Linked DNA regions of Zea mays: region 1 is linked to region 2. A link is a contact called in public Hi-C data. All regions are on one chromosome and are shown on one strand. The core of a region is the stretch at or near the end of the contact, and the rest is flanking DNA. Distances in the headings are between cores, read along the strand shown.

The links. Hi-C and Micro-C count contacts between places; a contact is called where the count stands out from the background.
Region 1: a Hi-C map of ear shows a contact between it and region 2, with 2.9 times the contacts expected there. The contact joins the promoter of LOC541652 here to the promoter of LOC100279085 in region 2. A contact is called at or near these places in 3 of 25 Hi-C or Micro-C datasets (ear, leaf and tassel).

What each region holds. Positions count from the first base shown.
Region 1 is chr4:198,352,874-198,355,833 of Zm-B73-REFERENCE-NAM-5.0, forward strand. LOC541652 (Retinoblastoma-related protein 2) reads left to right here and starts at 1,558. Exons shown (of 15, transcript NM_001397117.1): 1 at 1,558-1,700; 2 at 1,997-2,040; 3 at 2,203-2,386; 4 at 2,509-2,575; 5 at 2,665-2,844; 6 at 2,944-2,960. The coding sequence starts at 1,659.
Region 2 is chr4:198,087,624-198,090,452 of Zm-B73-REFERENCE-NAM-5.0, forward strand. It overlaps LOC100279085, which reads left to right and starts at 1,376. Exons shown (of 14, transcript NM_001152135.1): 1 at 1,376-1,509; 2 at 2,498-2,591; 3 at 2,803-2,829. The coding sequence starts at 2,586.

The DNA.
Region 1 (2,960 bases), core at 308-2,807, 270 kb after region 2:
TCAACCATTTCCCTCTTTCAAACGGTCACCTAGACCGAGTGAGCTTTCTTCTTAATCAAACGGGTCACTTAGACCCCTCACAAGGACCACACACAACTTGGTGTCTATTGCTTTGATTACAAGTGTCTTGGGAACAAGAATGAAGAGTTCAGCCTGTACGGTCCCTGGTGCACCGGACAGTCCGATGCGCCAGACCAGGGTTCTCTTCGGTTTCTTTTGCTCCTTTCTTTTGAACCCTAACTTTGATCTTTTTTATTGGTTTGTGTTGAACCTTTTGCACCTGTAGAACATATAATCTAGAGCAAACTAGTTAGTCCAATTATTTGTGTTGGGCATTTCAACCACCAAAATCATTTAGGAAAAGGTTTGACCCTATTTCCCTTACAGTAACGTATGACAGTAATGGACGGTCATCACTATAGGCAAAATACGCAACCGTTAGGAAAGGAATATTCGGACTAAGGTCCGATCTACCACGGTCTCGGCCTCGGCCTAGCCCGGCCGGCGGCGCGCGCTCGTGTGACAGTCCTTTATCCTTTTCTCAGCTTCTCAATAGATGCACCAACGGTCCACCTATTTAAGTTGAGTGAATTGTCCCTTGAACTTCCGGCATGGTACTAAAGTACTAGTACACTGTAGCATTAAAGTGAACCTCTAACATTGACTATTATTGAATATTAATTTGGGCCAAACCCACATTAATTCAACAGCGTTGAGCACGTTAGAGAGGGTGTGTGTCGTGGGAGCGGGGCATGTGGCGGTTGCACGACGTTGATCGCGTCGGAGGACGAGACAGTGTTGGGCGTTGTGTGCGGGAGGCGTGGGGCGGGTCGGGGCGTTGTGGGGTTGTGGAGTGGCGTTGAGCGCGTCGACAAGGGCATGGATCGATGGAGTGGTGCTTTCTCGTGGTGGCACGATGCTCTCTCCCGGTGGCGCGCCGTTGATTGCGTTCGATGTGGTTGGGCGGTGGCTGTGGAGCGAGTCCGCAAGGAAGCGGATCACATGAGCGTGGCTTTCTACTGGTGGCGCAGCGCTGACTGCATCTGGTGAGGCAGGATCGGTGGAGTCGGTGCTGAGGCGCAGAAATTATGTTGTTGATGGCTTGCGGAAGAGGGTGTCGTTGATGGTGCATGAGTGATGACAAGGGATTTCTAACCATTGGATGCGATTGAGTTAGGAAGGTGGAGGTAAATGAAGTGATCTGGTTGTGCTGTGTGGGAGAGGTTGTGGATATTTTTTATGTGCATTTAGCGTTGTTTCAAGTGGATGGATTAAGAAGAAGAAGGGATAGAGATATAGATTTATTTATTTTATTAATATAATAATTTATTAATATAGTGAAATTTTAATGTAATAATATACGATAGATATAGAAATAAAATAGATATATACAGATATAGATGGATAAAAGTTACTGATTGTTGTTTAATTCGGACAAGGAGTTGGACCTCGTGAGAGCGTTGGATCCGTCTCCGTGCCTCCGTGCCTCCGTGGGCCTGTTCCGACGTCATCGTCCGCATCGCACGGCCGTTTATTGAGGAACAATTCGTTTTTATTCTCACGTTCATTCCGCGGGCGCAGGGTTCTCTCTCGTGGCGATCGCTGACCGTAGCGGCCACCCTCCGCCAGGTGGCCAGGTTTTCGTGTGGCCCTCCGCCATGTCTTCGCAGGACCCTCCGCCGGCGACGAGCACCCAAAAGGTATACCCGCCCCTTCTCTGCTCTCCCTGCCGTGCGACGCCGAGTACTCAAACAACTCAACCTATTTTCTGCACTCTGATCTGATCTAATTACAAGCGCGTACATGTATCATGCCTACCAAATTCGGTTTTGCTGCAAAAGTTATCGAGTGTGCATAAGTTCACCCATGTCCTTTCACTGGATCCGCCCCTGCAATTGGTCTTGGTTTGTTGGTTTGCTCTGTAGTGACGGAGGTTTAGGGAGGAACTGACTTGGTTTTGTTCCTGCATTGGTACCTGGACTTGCGAATCCAGCAGAAGCAATCGGAGAGTTTGGTAAACCTACTGGCAGAGGCAAGCAGGTAATGATGCTACACACCTTCCTCTCAGTCTGATAATAGCAAAATTGATGCTAATTAAGCTACTGATACAGTGATGTATAATTCGTAACAGTTTAGTTTGTCTATTGGTTCATAATTCCACATGGTATGATAACTCTTACCAACATTCTCATGAAACGCCAGGTTCTACCGCAAAGCATATAATGAACTGTTCTCAGGTTTAATTACTGAGTGGGAGCCTGAATCATCTACTAATACTCCTGACTATATGCTTTTTGGGTGGCATCTCTTCTTAACGCTTCGTTCGAGATCACCAGAATTGTTCAAGGACCTGGTGTCCTGCATCCATGGATTAGTTGCTGTATTGGTCAGTTTGCTTATTTCCTCTTTCCTTTGTTTCATTATGGATTTTTGGACTTTGGCTGCTTTAGTGCTGTGAGCTGCTACTTGTGTTTTTAATTGATCACGAAACCGCTTACTGCAATGCAGGCCATACTATTGGTTCACGTGCCAGCTAAATTCAGGACCTTCACGATTGAAGGCTCTTCTCACTTAAGTAATTCTTCCTTCTGAATCTATTTTTTAATTTATTCATTTAGCAAATGGCCCATAGTTTATGTTTTTTGTTTGTTTGCTTGAATTCAGTCAAACAAACTGAGAAAGGCGTGGATCTTATTGCTTCTTTATGTCATAATTATCATACCTCTGAAGAATGTTTGAAAGAAATGATGGACAAGTCTCACAAGGCAATAGAAGAAGTTTTCAGTATGAAAGCACTAAGTGCTTCAGAGTGCAAAACAGAGAATTTGGATAAGATAGACACAGGCATGGAACCCTTCCTCGCATGTTTGTGCATGCAAACCTAGTTATGGTTATGCTGCATACTTTAATTAGCTGAATTGTTATGCCAATATTCTGTTCCAGATCGCCTGATGTATTTC
Region 2 (2,829 bases), core at 126-2,625:
GCTCGGCCACGCGTCATGCGCGGATTGCGCGGTCGACCGTTGGCACGGCCGACCGTTGGCTCACCGGACAGTCCGGTGCACCACCGGACAGTCCAGTGAATTTTAACCGTACGCCGCCTACGAATTCCCGATAGCGGCCAGTTGACCAGACTCCAGCCTGGCGCACCACCGGACAGTCTGGTGCACCCAGACTACGCAGAGTCTTGGCTGCTCTAGCCAAGTCTTTTTTCTTTTGAATTTTCTCTGATTCTAGCACTTAGACAAATATGTTAGTACACAAAAAACAATACACTAAGTCTAGAATCATACCTTATTGATGATTTGCACTTCATCCACCATTTTGCACAATTTATACTTAAACCATTTGTGTTGGGCACTTAATCACCAAAATACTTAGAAATGACCAAGGGCACATTTCCCTTTCAGTATTTTATCGTCGATAATAAATTCGGTATTTTTTAGAAAAATATTAAATCTGAACTGAACTTCATAAATTCATTTTAGCTTAGAAAATATGAAACTAATTTTATTATTTTCCTAAAATCAAGATCTATCTAATGGTATATAGTTTAGAATCATTTGAGGCTTTTATAAATCTTATTCATGTTTTCTTATCTATTATTACTCTTGATACATATATTCATAATTTGCACGAGAACTTAAGAAAGACAAAGAGGACACTAATTATATTGACTATGCCAAGTAGTAGGAGTACAAATAGAATGTAAGTGCCATATCATTATACACATCTTGATTCTACTTTACTTAAATACATAATAATGATTTTATTATTGTATACTTCTTACCTTATATATTTAATATGACCTCCTACCTTATATATTATTACTAATTTTATATGAATGTATGACTTGCGTGAATTTTTGAAGTTAATTGAGAGTAAATGTTATAGTTTTTACCGATCGAATTTTAGATTTCAATCATAACTGGTGTAATTTTTGTATCGAACTTTCGTTTTTAATGTTTCCAAATTATCGATATCGTTTTCGTTTCCGAAATTACCATTTTCGATCTTATTTTCAGAAAAAAAATAAAAAGATCAAATTATTCCAAACAAAAATAGTTTTACCGATCGTTTACTAGCGTTATCACCACTACCGTGCAGTGAGCTGGGGGCCGGGGGCCGGGGGCCAATATTCCTCCACGGACCACGGCCAAGCGGCAGCAGCTGCAGCTCTGAGCCCCGGGCCCTGCCCCTGCCCCTGCCGCTTCCTCCCCTGTACGGTCCCCTCCTCTTTCACCTCCGACTGCGCCCACGCGCGGCCCCGGGCGCGGACGACAGGTGTCCGGCATGCTGCCGCCACGTCCACCCCGACCGACGCCCCTTCCCTCCTCCCGCCCCTTCCACTTCCTCGTTGTCGTCTCCGTCCTCTGTTTCGCAGCCATCCTGACGCCAGCCCCCGCCGCTGTAGCAGCAGCAGCATCAGGGGACGCGGACGGAGGAGGAGGAGAAGGCGGCGTCATCAGGATCAGGACTGCCGCTGTCGCCAGGTCCGCCATGGTACATGAGTGATGAGTACATAAACCCCCTTTCGCTCTCTCTCCCGCAGTTCATCCCTGCTTCATGGCGAATTTATTTTTTATTTATATTCTTCTGGCGTCCCCAATCCTAGTCCTAGAAAGCGGCGTGAGCTTTCTTTCAGTAGCGACAGCCGCAGCACCAGCTAATGGCACTGGGACTGGCCGACAGCATCACAGCGAGGAGCCGAGGAGTGAATTGCTCTGAACCAGTGAACCTTTCCACGGCACTGGTTGAGGCTTGAGATCGTTCGTTGATCACCGTTGACTTTGACCACCTCTCTGAGATGAGATGCTTAGTAATAATAGGTGCTGCTGCAATCTACTAGTAATACTAGTGCGCCGTACAGGGCACGTTAGGCAGCAGAGCAAAGGATTCTTTTTCTCTTCTTTTTTGAAGAAAAAAGAGAGGAAACGAAGGATAGGGTTTCAAACTTGCAATTGGCATGGAGATGCGATGGCTATAGCATTTTTTGGCACCCCATGTCTGCTTAGCGATATAAATTTGCAGAAACTGACAAACCGATGGTGACAATCAGCAGGGTCATTGACCAGGCAATGCGTACGATAAACGTGGTTGGACCTGCTGGTTAGGGTCATGCTAATTGCCAATGGATTAGTTTAACTGTTATGTATGCTGAAATCTCTTATTACAGCCAGGCCCGCTTTTCACAAGTAGAAGCTGACATTGTTCGGAGGGGGGGGGGGGGGGATTTCAGGTATTCGAGGGGTGGATAGCACAGTTCTAGGTATTGGAACACCATATTAGACTTACAATTTTATAAAGATTTAGTTTTCTGAATGTGAGGTGCCAAATTTTATGATGATGATAAGTGCCAAATTTGTTGATATAAATGACCAAATTTAACAACTGCAACCGATTTAAAACTCAAGAAAAGATTATTCTAACTACAGTAATCATTCATGTGCTCATTAAACTTTGTTTACATTTGAATTTAAGATTAGTTGAAGGGTAGGCCTAGTGCAGCGGTAGAGCCTACCGTCTGTAACCGGAAGGTCCCGGGTTCGAGCTCTAGCCTCTGCATATTATGCGGGTAAGGCTTGACGCTTAAAGATACCCTTCCCTAGATCCCACACAGTGCGGGAAGCCTACGGCACTGGGTTACACCGTTTGAATTTAAGATTAATTGTTATTCTCAATGTGAGGTTCCAAATCTTAAGATCATAAGCAGTTCATGCACAACCTCATCTCATAAAACCTCTTATATCGCTATTCTTTATGTATATATTCATTGTGGTACTCAGGCATGGCCATCAAAATGTAAATGGTTG